Regions from separate parts of the Mus musculus genome. Here all the other regions are linked to region 3. The links are chromatin contacts, called in public ChIA-PET, HiChIP or PLAC-seq and promoter capture Hi-C maps. All regions are on one chromosome and are shown on one strand. The core of a region is the stretch at or near the end of the contact, and the rest is flanking DNA. Distances in the headings are between cores, read along the strand shown.

Region 1 (2,980 bases), core at 302-2,801, 400 kb after region 3:
TTTTGTTTGCATTTGTTTTCTTTCTTTTCTTCTTCTTTTTCTTTTCTTTTCAAAATTTTTGGCTGGGAGACGACTCCTTGGGTAAAGAAAGCATTTGTGGCATACTTGTGAGGACCTGGGTTCAGATCTCCAGTGCCCATAAATATAAAGTTGAACATGGCTGTCCTCTGAAATCCCACATTTTAGGAAGATTCCCAGAGCTTTCTGGTCACCTACTTTAGCTGAATTAGTAAATCCAGGGTTTAGGGAGAAACCTTGTTGCCAAAAAGTAACTGGAGGGCAATAGAGGAAGGCCCTGAGCATCAGCCTCCGCCTCTGCCTCCCCCTCCCAAGGCTCTCATCCATGTGTGTCCTACATGAACACATCCACACAAAAAGGTTCACACCCCACCCACCCACTCTCACACGAACTAATTATTTGTGTTTGTTTGTTTGTTTTTTAATATCCTGCTTTGCCAACTTGGTCTACATAGACCTACATGGTCCAGAACATCCAGGACTACAGAGAGAGTTCTATCTCAAAAATGCTGGGCTAGAGTGAGATCTTTTAAGAACAGGGGTGAGGGGTAGAGAGATGGTTCGTTGTATAGGCCACTGGCTGCTCTTACAGAGGACCTGGGTTCAGTTCCCAGCACCCACATGGTGTCTTACAACCAAATATAACTCCAATCCCAGCAGGACATCTGATGTCTTTTTCCTGGCCTTCTCTGACAATGAGGCATGTACCTGGCCCTCACACATTCATGCAGCTAAACACCCATACACATTAAAAAAATAAACATAAAGCCGGGCGTGGTGACGCACACCTTTAATCCCAGCACTTGGGAGGCAGAAGCAGGCAGATTTCTGAGTTCGAGGCCAGCCTGGTCTACAGAGTGAGTTCCAGGACAGCCAGGGCTATACAGAGAAACCATGTCTCAAAAAACAAAAAAACAAAAAACAAAAAACAAAAAAAACAAAAACAAAAACATAAACAAGGACAGGCGAGATAGTGAAATGGCACTGAATAAGGGCACTTGTTGCACACACACACACATATGCAGGCACACGTTGTCGTTTGTATTCTTGAATTTTTTGAAACCAGGTCCCACCATGTAACCCCGTTTGCTTTGAACTTGCTATCAGACTGGCCTGGAACTCACAGAGCTTTGTTGGCTTCTGCCTTCTTCAGAGAGAGAGAGAGAGCTGGGATTAAAGGTATGTGCCACCACACCTGGCCAGTGTTTTTGTTGTTGTTTTTAAAGACTTTGAATGCCACAACAATTGAGGGAAAGGCTGTTTTATTATTTCTGCCTCACAGGGAGGAAGCTACAGCTGAAAAGCTGAGGACTGGCCTTGGGGAGTGTCGCTCAGATCTGCGGGGACAGCACAAAGCATAGGCTAGGCTTCTGTTTCTGATGCCAAGGTTTCAGGTCCAGGTCTGGAAACCTGCTCCAGACTTGTTCTGGGAGGGATGGATGGCGCCTTGGAGTCAGCTGCGTCCTATCTGACAGTTCTGCGGCCTCCATTTCCTTCCTGCACTGCTGATTCAAGACCCCAGGAAGCCTGGCTTCCTGTCGGGGACAGCTAGAGGGCAGGCTGCAGAGATGCAGACTCAGCAGTACAGGGTTGTGGGAGCAAAAGCCTGCAGTGGGTTGGAGGCAGCTGTGTGCACATACGCACCACACACGTGCTGTGCACACATACACTGTGACACACCCACATACTAAGCACATACAGATATACAGTGAGCACCCTGAACATAGGCATGCAATGCTCCATAAACAAGTACACAAGAAATACATATAGGTACACAGACAGACAGACAGACACACCTGAGTCACAGAGAGAAGGGCTTTGGTAATAGACACAAAGAAGAACCTGAAAGCAAGAAACAGGAACCGTGGGTAGGTTAAGGCACAGCAAAAATTCTGTAAATTCTTGCTTCATGATTTCTGTCTCAGTGGGCAAAGAGAAAAATCTTTTTGTTTCTGAAACATATCTTCTGAGTTTAAAAATGTTTGCCAGGCGTGGTGGTGCATGCCTTTAATCCCAGCACTCAGGAGGCAGAGGCAGGCAGATTTCTGAGTTCGAGGCCAGCCTGGTCTACAAAGTGAGTGCCAAGACAGCCAGGACTACACAGAGAAACCCTGTCTCAAAAAAAAAAAAAGTTTAAATTGAACTGGGGGTGGGGGGTGGCGCACACCTTTAATCCCAGCACTTGGGAGGCAGAGGCAGATGGATTTCTCAGTTCGAGGCCAGCCTAGTCTACAGAGACAGCTAGGGCTACACAGAGAAACCCTGGATCGAAAAGAAAAAAAAAAAGAAAGAGAGAGAGAGAGAGATAAAAGTCCAGCTTTTATGGTTGCAGGTTTTGTTTGTTTGTTTTTGATTGTTTTGAGCCCAGACTGGTCTCGAACACTGGTCTCGAACTCCCGAACCTCCTGCATTCATCTTTGAAGTGCCAGAATGTGCAAGGCATGTGCTAGGAAGACGCAAAATTAGGAATTTCACTTAACTAAGGTAATGTACAGTTGGAGGAGATATTTTTCCCATTCTTAGGATACTGTGTTGACCTCCTGATGCTGTCCTCTGCCCTCCCGAGGATTTTCAGATTCATGATGTCTCACTTATTAACTGTTGGTCTTAGCGCCTGAGCTATGGATGCTCTGTTCAGGAAGTGATCATCTTTTACAATGAGTTCAAGAGCCCTGACATTATTAATGATATTCTGCAAACAGGAGCCTAGCATAACTGACCTTTGAGAGGTTTCACCCAGCCACCAATAAAAACAGATGCAGAGACTCACAGCCAAATACTAGATAGAGTTAGTAGCAAAGAGAAAATCCTTTTGTTTCTTAAACACATCTTCTGGCCGGGTGGTGGTGGCACAAGCCTTTAATCCTAGCACTTGGGAGGCAGAGGCAGGTGGATTTGTGAGTTCGAGGCCAGCCTGGTCTACAGAGTGAGTTCCAGGACAGTCAGGGCTATACAGAAAAAC
Region 2 (3,028 bases), core at 443-2,942, 380 kb before region 3:
AAATCAAGATCAGGTAAATATTTAAACATCCCTATAACCCCTAAAGAAATAGAAGCAGTCATTAAAACTCTCCCAACCAAAAAATGCCCAGGGCCAGAAGGTTTTAGCGAAGAATTCTACCAGACTTTTAAAGAAGAGCTAATGCCAATACTCCTTAAATTAGTCCACAAAATAAAAACAGAAGGAACATTGCTAAACTCATTCTATGAGGCCACAGACATCCTGAACCACACAAAGACTTAACAAAGAAAGAGAACTTAAGGGGCTGAAGAGATGGCTCAGTGGGTAAAAGCACCCGACTGCTCTTCCGAAGGTCCGGAGTTCAAATCCCAGCAACCACATGGTGGCTCACAACCATCCGTAACGAGATCTGACTCCCACTTCTGGAGTGTCTGAAGACAAGCTACAGTGTACTTACATATAATAAATAAATAAACAAGTATTAAAAAAAAGAGAACTTCAGACTAATTTCCCTTATGAACATTGATGTAAAAATACTCAATAAAATATTTGCAAACCAAACCCAAGAAGACATCATCTACCAAGCAAGATGCTAGAGAGGCAGGAGGGTGGCCGGAAGGTCTTACAGAGCAGCCTGGTGTGACTTACCTCCAGAGGTGATGAGAGGAGCTGAGAGCAATGTTGCTGAGGTTCTGGTCTGAATACGCCGACCTGAGAAGAGTGTGCCAAAGGACTCTCTGAATCCCTCCTCCAATTACCTTCAGGCTGCATGTATAGAAGATGTACCTTATACATCTGGAACCTGTCTCTCACCTCATAGGCAGCTAGGAAGTGTGTGTGTGTGTGCGCGCGTGTGTGTGCGTGTGTGCGTGTGTGGTGTGAAAGTGTTGATCCCATTGGGTGAAAGTAAGAACACTATCACAGTTTTTGAGCCAAATTGCTATGCTGGCTAAGACAATCCATCCTCAGGATTCCGGGAGTATGTCACCAAGGTACATTAATCGGAGGTTTATAAAGAAAGGCAAACCCCAAAAGGCTACATACTTTCCACCTTTGTCCAATCAGGAGCAAGCAAACATCCTGGCATACTCTCTGCTTATGTACCTCCAGCCTACATTCGATCAAACACATCCTGTGCAGATGGGGCAACCAAGCTTGTCTAAAGAAGCAAACAAAGGACTTGTAATCTTAAATGAACAACGGCCGACAGCACGCCAGGAAGTTCTCTGTGCTCTGGAGAGTAGGGCTTACTTGTCAGAGGCATTTTTCATTTTTCTTTTAGGAGGGGGAAGGGAGATGGGGGGGGGAGAGGGGGAGGGTGAGGGGGAGGAAGAGAGAGAGAGAGAGAGAGAGAGAGAGAGAGAGAGAGAGAGAGAGAGAATATAAAAGATCCATTATCGGGGCTGGTGAGTGAGATGGCTCAGTGGTTAAGAGCACTGACTGCTCTTCTGGAGGTCATGAGTTCAAATCCCAGCAACCACATGGTGGCTCACAACTATCTGTAATGAAAAACAAATAAAAAAACCTATGGGCCGGAGTGAAAGGGAAGGGGAAAAAAGGGGGAAAGAAGGGGGAAAAAAAAGAAAGATCCGTTATCACCAAGCAGCAGCTCTAAGTGAGATAGGAGACCTTGCGGTCTGAGCAGCTGTTCCAGTAATATGAAGGACAGTTAAACCAACGAGTCATAGGTCCTGTTGAGTAAACTTGTCTAAATCCTCTCATTTCCTGTGTGTGGTTGGGAAGAGGAATCTCAGAAGCCGAGCCCCATTCTGTAGTAACTCAATTAACCATGGGCGATGGTGACTCGCCAATGTGCCTCTCTGCCGTTTCATTCAAGGGAATAAGATGCTGGCTGGACAAACTGTTACTTTGGGCTCTTACAATTTCTATCACACGTAAGCCTGATTCGATATTTTAAGAATTGACTCTGGGACGGGGGGGCCAGCACTTGGTGGAGCAAAGGCAGGTGGATCTCTGTGGAGCCAGCCTGATCTACACAGAGTTCATGGCCAGCCAGGGCTACCTAGAGAGACCCTGTCTTGAAAAGTCAAAGACGAAAAAACAAACAAGAATCATCTCTCAAAATAATCACATGGGAAATGAGGTTTTTTTTCTCTAATCTTCCATTTTCTCTTTCAGTTCAGAATGCTGCAGTGGATTGTACGAGGGTGGAAAATAACGGTAAGTTTCATTTCCTGAAAGTATGGGCATCAAAATGGTCAGATAGCTGACTCTGAACATGAGCGTTCACTTACTGGGATTTCTGTGTTTTTAGATCGGCAACCAAGAGCAAAGCCTTTCTATTATCTGCTAGGAGGCCAATGAGCTGAGGTTTAGAGAGGGCATTAATTGTAGCAATTTTGTTTTTCCACCTGAAACTTGGCCGGGCAAAATCTGAGATTGTTTTTTACCATGAAAACCTCCAAACTTCCTTTGTTATCACTTTTAGCTAGAAAACCCTCCCGTGATTTTTGTAAATTTTTATTAATTTATTTACTTTTGAGGCTGAGCCTCATGTAGGTCAGGCTGGCCTCAAACTCTATTACGTGGCCAAGGCTAAACTAGACTAACTCCTAAACTCTCAAATGCTGGGACCCAGCCCACCATGCCCACTCAAACCCCTTTTAAATTAATTCAGGCAACTAGTACTATGCCTAGGTAGAGCTCTACTGTGGAGTCAGAGTGCTTTGCTGCTGAGCCTGGCTTGCTGCTGCCCAGCTGGCAAGCCGGGCACACAAACTAATGACTTTTGAGGGTGGTTTCTTTCATCGGTGAGAAGGGGTGGCCCCAATCCTGGTTCCTCTGCAGTCTTTGCGGCACATCGGTCCTTCCGTGTAAGCTAACCACATAAAGTTGAAAGTGCTGTTGTGTGCAACCCAGCCTGTCTTCCCTCCCCTCCCCTCCCCATCCCGAAGCAGGCAGCTTCTTTCTGTGGACTGTTGGTGATAAGATCTTGCTACATAGCCTAGCACTCACTATGTAGCCGAAGCTGATGCTGAACTCATGAGAATCCTTCTGCTTCAGCCTGTTAAGTCCTGAGTGTGGGAGAGCACACAGTGGAGCAGTC
Region 3 (2,784 bases), core at 235-2,734:
GCTCACCGAACAACAATCCTTCCTCCAAAACAGTTACCAAACTAGCTAACTAGGGTGTAGGAAAGGGAGAACGTCTAGGTGTGGTACCACCATCGAAATTCTCTTTTAAGGAACAGATAATTTTTCTTTTAAATCTAAAACAAAACGTATTAGACATGCAACGGTTTGCAAAGCAGGAGGCTTCTTTCATCGCAAAATAAATAAATAAAATACTCGTACCAAAACAAGGGGAGAAAGACGAACTCAATGGATACTTGTGTGCCAAAGTTTCAATCCTGCCTGGTGGAGCCACCGCACTTGGCACAAATTTTGAAGGGGATAAAGAGGGAGGGGGGAGAAGAGCGAACGAGTCTGTGGCCTGCAAACTGCAACAATGCAATCTCCATTTTGAACAATGCGCCTCTTTCCTCTTGCAAATCTAGTTTTGTTTTTGTCTTTTTTTTCTTTTTTTTTTTTTTTTTTTGTCACTAGACGCGCCGTGGCCTCCGCGTGGGGGACAGGCCGGGAAGGGGGGGGGGAGCTAGGAAGCAGGATGCACTGCACTGGAGAGGGAGCAAGCCAGGGGGAGGGAGGAGGTGGGGAAGGAGTCTCCCGGCGGCCTGGGTGGTTACCTGGAGTGCTGCTGTATGTACTATGGCTCCTGAAGCTGCTTTCCGTGCAGTAACTAGCGTCGTCGTCGTCGTCTTCCATCTCCTCCGGATAATCGGAGTCATCGTCGTCTTCTTCCATGTCATCTTCCTCCTCGTCCTCGGAATCCTGGGTCTCCTCGGCGTCGCCATCCTCCTCCTCCTCCTCGTCCTCCTCCGAGACCATGTCCTCCTCCTCGTCGTCGTCGTCACTCTCGTGGTCATCGTACACCACTTTGTTGACGGCGCGGCGGGCCGGGGTGGTCCGGGCCAGGTGGCCGCCCCCGCCCCCCGTCCTGCCGCCCCCGCCTCCTCGGCCCCCCCGGCCCGGGCCGCTGGCGCTGCTGCCGGAGGCCGGCGGTGGCGGTGGCGGCTGTTTCCTGCGGCCGCCCCCCCTGGGCGAGCTCAACCGGGTCTTGGGCGCCACCTCAGCCTGGGCGGCGGCCCACCTGCCCCGACTGCTGCCGCGGTGCCGCGAGCGCAGCCCCCCTATGGGTCCGGAGGCGGGCGGCGGCGGCGGCGGCGGTGGCGGCGGCGGTGGTGGCGGCGGCGGCGGCGGCGGCGGGGCCGGGGCGCAGCGCTCCGCAGCAGGAGCCGCGGGCTGCTTGGGCGGCCTGCCCCGCCGGCCCCTCATGTCGGAGCCGCGGCTTGCGGGGGGGTGGGGGGGGAGCGGAAGGGGTGGGGGAGGGGCGCGGGGGGCGCCGGGGCCGAGGGGGAGGGGAGGGCGCCGGGGTCCGGGCGGGAGGGGCGCGGCCCGGCAGCGGCGGGGTGGAGGGAGAAGGCTCAGTCCGAATTGCCGGGGCCCCGCTCCGGATCGCCTGCAGCCGCCATCTTGTTTCTTCCCTCTCGCTCGGTGACTGGGGGAACCGACAGCGGCCGCAGGCCCGGAGCGCGGTCACGTGAGCTGCGCCGCCCGACGAGCCTGGGACAGAGCGAGGCGGCGCGGCGGCCGCTAGGGGGAGCGCGGGAGCGGCGCGGCGGGGGCGGGGAGGCCCCGGAGCGCCCCTGCGCGGCTGCACGGCGGCGGCGCAGGAGCGAGATGGGTAGCGTGGGGTGTCCCCCCAGGCTGGGGTCTCCTCCTGGGAGACCACCTCCCCCTCAGCTGAGGTCTTAGGGAGACCTCAATGCGTGTCTCCCAAACCGGGGCCGGAAAACAGGGAATTTTCCTCCCAAGTCGCCGGTCCTTTTGGGAAACTAATGCAAAAAAAGGGGAGAGGGGCGTCTCGCGTAGAGGCACGACTTACAGACTGGGGGCAGTCACTACGCAAAGCCACCCACGCAGGTACAGGAGCTGGAGCTAAGTCAGTCCCAATAGAGAGCTCCCAAAGGCTTGGATCTAGAGGGTCCTGAAGTTGTTCCAGGAATGCACGCTGGGAGCCACACCCCCAGCGTGGTTTCACTGACTTTCCTGAGTTCCCACCCTCAGAGCCCGGGGTTAAATTCCAGAGCGTGGTTCCTAGCGGCCTCCAGGCACCTTTCTCTCTTCCCAGCTACGAACTTCCACACCTCAGCCAGAACTTAAGGATAGGAAGGATGGCGTCCTGTCTAGAATTGGCTTCACAAAGTTATGTGTTTGTGTTACCTGGAAATAATGTCTACCTGACAAATTACCAGTCTTGGTTTGACCTAGGGTGCTAGTCACTAAAGTGAAATCGCAGGCACATGCACCAAATGTTGCTAAATTGAGGTGGCTCAACACAGGGTCCTCGGGGTGGACTCTGGAAAGAAAAGAAAGGTTTAAGGAACCTATATGAGTGATTATTAATAGATGTGAGAACAGAAAAAGTAATTTGAAGAAAAATCGTTAATAGGATTCAGCCCACTAACTAACTGACTTATTACAATATAGTTCGGTGAATAGAAATGAAGTGAAAATTACTAATTGCCAACTAAGTTATTATGTATTCACTTTGGTTGATCTCTGAGAGTGGTAAACTTACCCACAGGGACCTCATAAGACACCAAAGGAAAGAAAGTAAGCCACAAGAGTTCTTGGGTAAACAAAGGCTGCAGCTATAGCAATGCAGGCCCAAATAAGCAGATCTTCTGATATTCCTTGGTGATAGTGGGTGTTTTATTTTGTTTTATTAGGGCAAGGTCTCGCTGTAAGGCCCTGGATAGCCTGGAAATCACTATGTAGACCAGGCTGCCCTCCAGC
Region 4 (2,806 bases), core at 59-2,558, 330 kb after region 3:
GTTCTCTCTTCAGCCTGTCTCCATAAAACCATCCTGGTAAAAGCTGCTTCCTTCTCTTTTCTCTGCCTGTACAGCTCCTTTTCCTCTTCCTCTCTCTTCTCACGAGAGTTGGACAGATCCCATTCTGTGAAATCCTTCCCTGGCTTATCACTTTGTCTGCCACTCAATTAGACATCACTTTCAAACCTGGGTGCTTCCTTCTACAAACTAACTTCACCTTCATTGTTTGGGATTTTAAAGGTGTGCACAAAGGGTGTGTCATTCAGCAAGGCTGAGTCACACCATAACGGGAAGCAATTTTTCAGTAAATAACACAATCTCAGGGTCCACAGTGCAATAGGTAAAATGTCCTGCAACATATGTCCGTGTGCCTCCAAATATGCGTCTGTGTGTTTGAGTGAGTATGCCTCTGTGTCTATTAGCATTACATGCCTGTATAAGTGAATGTGTGTATGTGTCTCTGTGTATGTATGTGTGTTTATGTGTGTGTGAAAGAGAGAGACAGAGAAATAGAGAGAGTGAATGTGGGGCCAGGGAGCAGTCTTTGGAGATTAGCTACTTAGGTTAAGTGCTTAAATAACATTATTATAGGGTGTCATCAAATTACGTTTGTTTGGGCACTCTTAGGCAGGGTGATTCAGCCAGGCGATAGCAACACCACCCTAAGATGGTCAGATAGAATGCTCGGGGGATCAAAGGAGCTGATGATTTTGCTGTGCTTGGGAACAACTGGAGTTCTAGACAGTCATGCTTCAGCTGAACTTAAAAGGGGGGAAGGAATAAATAATAAAGAAAAGAAAAACAGGGCTGAGGACATAAGTTCGAATCTCCAGCACCTGTGTAAAGAGCCAACCCAGCGGATCTGCCTGCCACCTCAGAACCACCTGCAGGGATGGAGATGAGCGGGTTTTGCTGGCTAGCTCCAGATTGAGTGTGAGACTGTCTCAAGGGAATAAGGGAGAGTGATAAAGGACACCAATGCCCTCCTCTACTCTACCCCCCCCACACACACACACACACCAGGCTGTGATGATTCAGCCTGCCATCCCAACACTTAGGAGGCTAAGGGGATAGTGGGTTCAAGGCCGATCTAGGGAAACCCAATCCATCAATCAATAGAATTGGAGTGAGTCATGAGATGACGATCTAATGAGAACGTACGCTGGCCACCCGTTTAGAGGTAGGCCTCTCCACTCCCGCTCGTCTTAAGAGGCATTTCTAAGGGCAGGCTCTTGTATTGGGTGCTAAGAAATGACAGTGAGTCACTTTAACACTCGCTGTTAAGGAGCCTTGGTAAGCTCTGACTTCATCTTTCTAAGTCAACAAAATGCATTGCATGATGCTGCTGCTCAGGCAGCCAGCCAGGAAGTGGTGAGTGACCCCAGACTCCTTCCTTTATCATTATCATGTATATAGCCCGCAGCCAAGACAGAACATTCTGGCCTTCCGCCCTCCCCATATGAGTTCTTAGCGATGTGCCCAGCCTAGCCCGAGGGGATTCTGCCGTCCTAGAGAGAAGATGAAGGGCCCAGACATTACTGCCACCAAAAACTGGCTTTCTGAGTGAGCCCAACTTCTGAGCAGCAAGGCTGGGTTCACCTCACCTGACAGTCTTGGCAAAGGATTCGTATCAAAGAAAGGCCCAGGGTTCCAAGTGCTCCAGTCCCTCTGAGGGGTGGTCCCTGTGAACTAGAACCTCAAAGATCTGCAGTGTCCTGCAGCCCTGTGGCCAGCTCTGGGTCCACGTCTCAGCAAAAAATGTATTTCCCTCCCTAGCTCTGACCTAAGTCAAAGCCACTTGGTTCAAACCTGCCATGTACACTTTTTCCCACACTGCGTCAGAAGAGGACATGATTTTCTGGAAAGCTGTCTAGACCTGAGAGAGCTATAACCATTTCCTGGAGGACAGGAGCTATAACTCATAATTTCCAGTTCAGAACTTTCTGCTGGTGGCGTTCTCTGAAGTTGGTGCTCAAATAACTCTATAACTACCTTCTTAACGTTTTTCCACCCTCTGGGTGTGTCTGCATTCTGTGCACGTGTGTGTAAATGCTGGTGCACACCAGCCACCACCGCAGATCTTAGGACACCAGAGGGCACACGCCACCTTCTATCCTGTAAGAACCAGGGAGCTTCTATTGTTTTTCTGTGGCATAGGCCAAACAAGCTGCCTCCAGACACTTGTTCTGTGTCCAGCTTTTATTTAATCATTCATTCGTTCATTCATTCATTCATTCAAAATAGAGTTTCTCTGTGTAGCCCTGGCTGTCCTGGAACTCACTCTATAGACCAGGCTGTCCTTGAACTTATAGAGATCTACCTGCTTCTGCCTCCTAATTGCTGGGATTTAAAGTGTGAGCCATAGGCCTGTCCAGCTTGAGCTTCAAATTCAGGTCCTCATGCTTGTGCATAAAGTGTTTTTACCCACTGAGCCATGCCCTGAAACCATCTCTCTCTCTCTCTCTTTTTTTTTTTTGAGACAGGATTTCTCTGTATATCCTTGGCTGTCCTGGAACTCACTCTGTAGACCAGGCTGGCCTTGAACTCAGAAATCCGCCTGCCTCTGCCTTCCAAGTGTTGGGATCAAAAGCGTGTGCCACCACGTCCAGCTGAGACTGTCTCTAGAACCATTATTTTAAAAGTTTTACTGATTTGTATTTTCCAAGGCAATCCAATTGTTCCTCTGCTGTTTCTGTCGCAGGATCCTGTTCACGTTAAGCAAGAACTCCGTGCTTAACCTACATCCCCAGTTCTGGTTTCTAAGTGTTAGCGAACTCCTCCAGTGTGTCCTGTTTCCCCAGCTCCC
Region 5 (2,945 bases), core at 5-2,504, 420 kb after region 3:
GAATGTATAGGGTGGGGGTGGGGAGTTAATGAACAGACCTACATTTCTGGCAGGACTAGGGCTGCAAGGAGCTGGTACTTCATGGAGCAAAAGGGGTGGTCACCTGAGCTAGGTGTTGCTCGCCTGAAGCAACGCGGGAGGGGCGGGGAAAGCGCTGGGCTTGTCTTGCAACCAGAAAGCAGATGCCCGCGGGATGCTCGCAAAGGTCTGTTGCCGGCGCACGGTCGCCTCCTACTTCCTGCGTCCTGGTCGCCTCCAAGCCACTCTGGACATCCCCCTCCTCTCTCTGCCCAGAGCCAGCGTGGCGCCCGCCCTCTACCTTGTCCCGCCGCCTGGGGTCGCCGCCTTGTGGGAACAGGACAGTTGAAACGCGGTAGGCACTACCCCCCAACCCACCCGGGGGACCCCCTCCCGGCCCAGGCGCGCATCCACGCCCCACCCGGACTCTGCAGCCGGGTTCTCTTGAGTTACCTGCATGGGGAAGTCACAGTCCACAATTTGGACTCTAACCCGGCTGAATTCTAAAGCCACATTCCTAGGGGAGGGGGTCCTCCGACCTAGAGGGTCGCAGATCACATTACCGGCCAAGAGGAGGGGACCGCGCGAGTAAACTGGGGTAAAAGTTGCATTTAGCTTAACCTTCCCAGATCCCAATTGCAGCTTTGCGGGCGGATTGACTCGGCGTTTCACCGAGTTCCTGGGATCCTAGGGCCCCAGAGTGGCTTCTTAGGATACCGACACTGTCCCCGCGCGCGAGTGCGACATGCCTGGCGGATGCCCCGGGGCGGGAAGCGCGAGCGGTAGCAAGGACCTGGAGCTGGGGGAACCGCTCGCAGGCGTGCGCATTCATGCGCTCATGCATCCCTGCATACATCTATGCATCCGCTAGCCGGCTCACACACCACCCGCGTCCGGGACACGCCGTGTTGATTGAATGCAGGAGTAGGGTATCTGGCTACTAGGGCAGGATCGCGGCGGGGCAGACAGCAGCTCGCGTAAGGAATGGGGGAGATAGGGACGGGGGTGGGGGGAAGAGAGAGCACCCCAAAGGCACAGTTGGAAAACTGGGTGTGTGAGTAGGGGTGTTCCTTGAGAAGTCTCGCAGGCGCTGAAGGGGGCCGGGCGGGCCTCTGGGGCCAACTTTCCGGAGGGAGGTGCAGCCGGAGGGGGCGGCGCCGGCGGCGGGAGGCGGGAGTCGGGGGCCGAGGGGGGGGGGGAGTCACTTTAAAGGCTCTTTCTTACCCATAATGCTTTGTGGGGACGTTGACAAGTGGATCCAAGATGGCGTAGAAAGTAATGACAGGTAAGTCCTGACTTCCCCGTTCTCCGCTGCCCGGGTCGCTTCAGGAGCCTCCAGAGCCATCCGGGGAGAGGCCCGGACTCTCCTCGGGTGCTCCGGGTCCGGGACAGCGCGGCCCCGGGGACAGCGGGGGATCCCGCCGGCCGCCGGCAGGGCCTGGGGAGCGGGGCTCTCTCAGAGGCGAGGCCCGGACGCTGGAGCTGTTTACTGTTTCTTCCCCTCCTCAATCTCCTTTTCCCTCCGCTGGGGGGCTGAGGTGCCAGGGACCCAGGCGGTGGCCCGAGGGTCCTTGCACACGCCCGAGGTTCGGGGGGACCCGGGAGCCCGCGCGAGGCTGCTCCGGCACGGGCCGACCCTGGGGTCCCCGCACGCCCCGCGCCCCAGGGTCGCGGCTTAGGGTGGGGAGCGGGCGGCCTCCCACGCCGCGCGCGGTGCAGCCCTCCGGGTTAGCATTTCCACCCAGGGTGGGGCGGCGACCCCAGGGCAGGGGACAGCACGAAAGTGGGTCAGGGGGCGCCCCTCCCCAGCAGAGGGCTCTGCTCAAGATTCACTGTGGTCCCCCTCTCCCCGCCCCCCTCCTGGGACATGCGTGGCCCGTGAGCACATCTACAAAAACAAATGCACAGTCTCTTCCTGGAGGTGTCTCCAAAGGCCCCTTTCTTTCCTTCTCTCTCTTTACCCTCAAGGGCTCGGACACATAGTCCTAAGTAGGAACTGTGATTTCTCTCCCCAAAATGAGTTGAGTCTTCTGCCCCCTGGCCTTTGCTGAGGGTCCTCACAGACAGGGCTGGAAGCCAGAGCCTTCAGATTCCTTTTGGGTTGGGAACCTTGTTTTTTTTTTTTTTTTTTTTTTTTTTTGTTGAGCTCCGAAATTGGCATCCTTTCTCCCTTGCAAAGTTACACTTTTTAGACAAGCCATTAGGATAATCAGAAGTGTAACTTCAGAGATAGTGGATGCCGGGAGCAGCCGGGGGAAGAGGGAGACGTTATCTGGCCTAGTTTGTTCTTGATTTTGCTCTCTTCACTCATATGAATAGCTTTTTTCCCCCCCTCCTTGATTTTTTTCTCCCTTCTTTTATTTTTGAAAGTAAGACTAATCAGTGTAGAATAGATGAGTTTATTATGTTTAAGGTTGAAGACTATTTTCTAATCTGTTGCTGAAAGAAAATATTTTCAATTTTAGGTAAAAGAAGCAAATTTTTTTCCCCTCCAAAGCTTCATCCTGTATCTTTTTTTTTTTTTTTTTTAAATAACTTTTTCCACTTGAAGTGTATCCATATTCTTTTACTAAAGGACTATAAAATGCTTGTAACTGGTAACAGCTCCAACTGGTGTTGCATACCATCTTCTTTTTCTGTTTGCTCCAGGAACTGGATGAAGTAATTGATCACTAATGAACTACAGAGCCGGTGAGATGTGCAAGGTGAGACTGAAGTTCAAAAACTACACCCTGTTTCCCCTCTTTCTTGTATCCAACTCAAGGGTCAGGGAAAGCTACTTTCCAAATAGATCAGTCAGCCGACTGGGATACAGGCAAGGCGAGATTTAGGAAAGACATACCATCCTTTTTAGTGGCTCCCACTTATTCATACGTACTGAAGCTTTTCTAGAGCTAAATGTTAGCTGTGGCTATATACTTGATCAA
Region 6 (3,019 bases), core at 7-2,506, 290 kb after region 3:
CAGACTACCCTGGTGCCTATATCTGGCCCTTACAAAGGTATAAAAGTGTGTTCTCTCTTTGTTCTGGGTCTCTCCTCCGGCCTGCGTGCTGACAGGGGGTTCCCCAACATGTTGGATAAGTAATAAAATCCTCATGCATTTTGCAATGATGGTGGTCTCTGTGGTCTTTGTGAGAGAGGGTCTTTTGACAAACTACAACAGCCCTCCCTGTCCATTTGCTTCACGATGCAGGAGTCGATCCGATGAGAACCTACACAAGAGTTCATATTTTCCTTTGCCTCACTCAGACGCCAATGTTCCCTGCCATGTCAGAGAAATCCCTGAGGAAGGAGAGTCCTAAGTGACGGTGAGAGGTCAGCGAGAGGATTTTGACCCAGGAGAAGCCAGAAACACATCTAGGGCTGAAATGAGCAAGGGCAGAAACAGCACAGAAGGAAGCTCCAACTTGGCTCAGGGTGAGCAGAATTCGTTTCTACCCAAGGAAGTCACAAAAGGATCCAGGGACAAAGAGCCCATTCTCCTGTTCCTTCGTATCACTCTGTTCCCCATTCAATGAGTTCCTAACTAATTAAGTGGAAAGGCAGAGCTCAAATCCATAGACACACACACACACACACACACACACACACACGGAGAGAGCCTCGTGCACTCTCCAAACAGCAGGGTGCACTAATGAATATTCAAAGTCCCAACCATTAGCAATGACTAAGAATCCCAAAGTCTAATAAGTTATTTTAGTGACACACTTCTGTCATTTTTCCCTCATCCTCTTTTGCATTCGTAGGACAAGGAAAAAGAGTAATTGAAGCAAGCGCTCAGCTCTCCAGTCTAGCAGTTATATAGCAGACTAAAAGAGAGGCTGGCAATGCTTGCTTCCATCTGCCTGACCCAACTGAACCAAGGAGCCGAGCCGCCTTCCGGGTTGCAGGCGCTAATCTTCACTGGCAACCCGTGTCCCTTGCCCAGAGTCCCACTCTGCCTCTGCTAACTTCCGGTCTCCCAGGACCCAACCCAAACTCCTCTGTGGATGCTGTGAACGACAGCAAGTAAGGGATGGCGCTGGTGAATCATCAGGTGTGGAAAATGCATTCCAGAGAGAAGACGTTAGCAAGTGGAAACCTGCAGGCCCTGGCATCTAGACAGAAAGCTATGCTGCTCTGAGCAGCGGAAGTACAGCAATGGTTAACTACGGCCCTACCCAGGCCCAGGAAAGAGGCTCTGACTACACAGGAAATCAGTTACTGCAGCCGAACGGAAGTAGGTGTGTTCACAGAGCGGGAGGAAGAGCTAGCCTCTGATACAACCTAGGAAGCCTCCACACTGTTTATCTTGATTGTTGAGGTTTTCAGCAAACAGTTAAGTCTTTTACCCAGAGATAAAAACCTCCTTTGGGTTCCCCTTAAAGGCACAGGCAGCCAGCCCCGCGGTCACCTGTGTAAAGTCAATAGATTATTTGCATTTTCTTCCCACTTGCCTCAGAAGTGGCCCGTTCAAACTTAATATCTACTTGGGCTCGAGAGATGGCTCAGCAGTTAAGAGTACACACAGCTCTTGCAGGTCCCTTGTCTGGTTCCCAGCATCCTCCTTGAGTGGCTGACAACCACTCCTAACTCCAATTCCAAGGAATCCAATGCCCTCTTCTGGCTTCCATGGGCATCTGATGTTGCATGCACACACCCACAAGCATACACACAATCGCTCTACCCAAACAGCAAGCACTTCAGCTGAAGGATCTCCCTACCCCTACTTTACTGTTTGGGACAAGGTCTGGCTATGACACCCAGGCTGGCCTCGAACACCTGATACCCTGAATGCTGGGATGACAAGCATGAATACCGATTTGTTTATTTTTTTACTGGCCATTCATCGCTATTATCTCCTTCTTTACTCAACACTGGATGATTTATACACAAGCAAGAGATTCTAGGATCAACACTTCAGATTGTCCTCTGACCTTTACACACACACACACACACACACACACCAATCAATCAGTCAGCCATTCAGTTAATATCCTAGGGGCAAGACACACACCTGGAATCCCAGCAGTCTGAAAGTAGAGACAGGAGATTGAGAGTTGCATAGGAGCCTAAACTATACAGCAAGATCGTGTCCTAAAAATTAATATAAAGTAAAAATTAATCATTGTATATACACACACATATATACACACATACATACCACGTAGTACACCATAAATACATATGGAGCTTTTAATTCGCCTATGAAGAAGTGAATGAAATGTGAAGGTGTGATGTCGCATGTCCTTTGCTCAAATGGGAGACCATATTCATTTTTATGAGACCTTAGCTTCCTTAATTATCGGCCTCACAGAATGGTCTCTGAGACCTACGACATATATCCAGCAACTCCTAGGAACCAAAGCCGTGGCTGCCCCTGGTAGCCAGGCAGAGAGGAGTCATCCTTTGGTCTCTAAACCTTTGCTTCTGCATGTGTGGCCACGTAACAGCCATGCCCACGGCAAACACAGCTGCTTTCAATCCTGTCCCGGGTTGCTTTATTAACTAAATAGAGTGCTTGATTTTTAAAAAATCAACACTAAGAGGCTCATCAATTACCCAGGAGAAGAACCATGACAGAACCTGATACCTTTTATGTATTCATTAAAATGTTGAATGTAAGAGCTGGAGAGATGGCTCGGCAGTTAAAAGCACTTGCTGGTCTTGGCAGAAGACCCTGGCTCAGTTTCCACCCTCTAACCTCAGGATTGTGAGCAGGAGCGTCTTAGGTTCAAAACCAGCCCAAGAACTTGGGAGACTGAGTCAGGGGGATTGCTAACGTTCAAGTACAGCCTAGGTTATAGAATAAGACCCTGTTTCAAAAATTTAAAACAACAACAACAACAAAGCAGGGCTAGGGATGCATCTCAGTTGGCAGGGTACTTACTTAGCAAGCACTAAGCTCTAGCACCACCTATACTAGGTCTGTTGGCACCTGTCAGAAGTTCAGGGGCAGCCTGGGCTACATAGGGAGTTCAAGGCCAGCCTGGGCTAAAGGG

What was found. ChIA-PET counts read pairs in DNA pulled down with a chosen protein or histone mark. HiChIP or PLAC-seq counts read pairs in DNA pulled down with a chosen protein or histone mark. Capture Hi-C pulls out chosen DNA fragments and counts their contacts.
Region 1: an H3K27ac HiChIP or PLAC-seq map of embryonic stem cells shows a contact between it and region 3, with 5 read pairs. The contact joins the enhancer-like site here to the promoter of Bptf in region 3. A contact is called at or near these places in 1 of 39 promoter capture datasets (hippocampal neurons), 1 of 15 datasets of contacts at CTCF or cohesin (embryonic stem cells), 1 of 484 Hi-C or Micro-C datasets (embryonic stem cells), 7 of 115 datasets of contacts at active chromatin or transcription factors (embryonic midbrain, embryonic stem cells, extraembryonic endoderm stem cells and 1 more) and 1 of 9 other capture datasets (adipose tissue).
Region 2: a contact with region 3 is called in an RNA polymerase II ChIA-PET map of memory CD8 T cells, with 36 read pairs. The contact joins the promoter of Milr1 here to the promoter of Bptf in region 3. A contact is called at or near these places in 1 of 39 promoter capture datasets (stem cell-derived epiblast-like cells), 1 of 115 datasets of contacts at active chromatin or transcription factors (memory CD8 T cells) and 1 of 9 other capture datasets (pancreatic islet).
Region 4: a FOXA1 HiChIP or PLAC-seq map of pancreatic cancer cells shows a contact between it and region 3. The contact joins the enhancer-like site here to the promoter of Bptf in region 3. A contact is called at or near these places in 5 of 39 promoter capture datasets (the HPC-7 cell line, hematopoietic stem and progenitor cells, liver and 1 more), 1 of 15 datasets of contacts at CTCF or cohesin (the NIH/3T3 cell line), 2 of 484 Hi-C or Micro-C datasets (embryonic fibroblasts and embryonic stem cells), 15 of 115 datasets of contacts at active chromatin or transcription factors (CD8 T cells, bone marrow-derived macrophages, embryonic forebrain and 10 more) and 3 of 9 other capture datasets (adipose tissue, liver and pancreatic islet).
Region 5: a promoter capture Hi-C map of pancreatic islet shows a contact between it and region 3. The contact joins the promoter of Helz here to the promoter of Bptf in region 3. A contact is called at or near these places in 4 of 39 promoter capture datasets (embryonic stem cells, hippocampal neurons and liver), 3 of 484 Hi-C or Micro-C datasets (B cells and embryonic stem cells), 10 of 115 datasets of contacts at active chromatin or transcription factors (effector CD8 T cells, embryonic stem cells, extraembryonic endoderm stem cells and 3 more) and 1 of 9 other capture datasets (pancreatic islet).
Region 6: a FOXA1 HiChIP or PLAC-seq map of pancreatic cancer cells shows a contact between it and region 3. The contact joins the enhancer-like site here to the promoter of Bptf in region 3. A contact is called at or near these places in 5 of 39 promoter capture datasets (embryonic stem cells, hippocampal neurons, liver and 1 more), 3 of 115 datasets of contacts at active chromatin or transcription factors (effector CD8 T cells, memory CD8 T cells and pancreatic cancer cells) and 1 of 9 other capture datasets (adipose tissue).

Annotation. Positions count from the first base shown.
Region 1 is chr11:107,528,005-107,530,984 of GRCm38.p6, forward strand. All of the region lies in intron 2 of A830035A12Rik (a long non-coding RNA gene), which reads right to left. Among named protein-coding and RNA genes, the nearest start is that of A830035A12Rik, 4.6 kb to the right of the region's middle. Within about 2 kb of position 1,552, at least 69 of the 459 cell types and tissues checked have an H3K27ac peak or open chromatin away from gene starts, as enhancers often do. A contact at or near this core is called in adipose tissue and embryonic stem cells, where this site is marked.
Region 2 is chr11:106,749,534-106,752,561 of GRCm38.p6, forward strand. Milr1 (mast cell immunoglobulin like receptor 1) reads left to right here and starts at 1,693. Exons shown (of 7, transcript NM_001033435.3): 1 at 1,693-1,856; 2 at 2,101-2,142. The coding sequence starts at 1,751.
Region 3 is chr11:107,130,663-107,133,446 of GRCm38.p6, forward strand. It overlaps Bptf (bromodomain PHD finger transcription factor), which reads right to left and starts at 1,485. Exons shown (of 28, transcript NM_176850.3): 1 at 612-1,485. The coding sequence starts at 1,260.
Region 4 is chr11:107,457,168-107,459,973 of GRCm38.p6, forward strand. The region is part of intron 1 of Pitpnc1 (phosphatidylinositol transfer protein, cytoplasmic 1); the gene reads right to left. Among named protein-coding and RNA genes, the nearest start is that of Pitpnc1, 12 kb to the right of the region's middle. Within about 2 kb of position 1,309, at least 61 of the 459 cell types and tissues checked have an H3K27ac peak or open chromatin away from gene starts, as enhancers often do. A contact at or near this core is called in CD8 T cells, bone marrow-derived macrophages, memory CD8 T cells and 1 more, where this site is marked.
Region 5 is chr11:107,546,679-107,549,623 of GRCm38.p6, forward strand. Helz (helicase with zinc finger domain) reads left to right here and starts at 1,255. Exons shown (of 33, transcript NM_001368755.1): 1 at 1,255-1,303; 2 at 2,668-2,723. It overlaps Gm39426 (a long non-coding RNA gene), which reads right to left and starts at 1,316. Exons shown (of 3, transcript XR_003949607.1): 1 at 1,243-1,316; 2 at 104-345.
Region 6 is chr11:107,416,200-107,419,218 of GRCm38.p6, forward strand. All of the region lies in intron 1 of Pitpnc1 (phosphatidylinositol transfer protein, cytoplasmic 1), which reads right to left. Among named protein-coding and RNA genes, the nearest start is that of Gm11713, 7.3 kb to the left of the region's middle. Within about 2 kb of position 1,257, at least 236 of the 459 cell types and tissues checked have an H3K27ac peak or open chromatin away from gene starts, as enhancers often do. A contact at or near this core is called in adipose tissue, effector CD8 T cells, embryonic stem cells and 1 more, where this site is marked.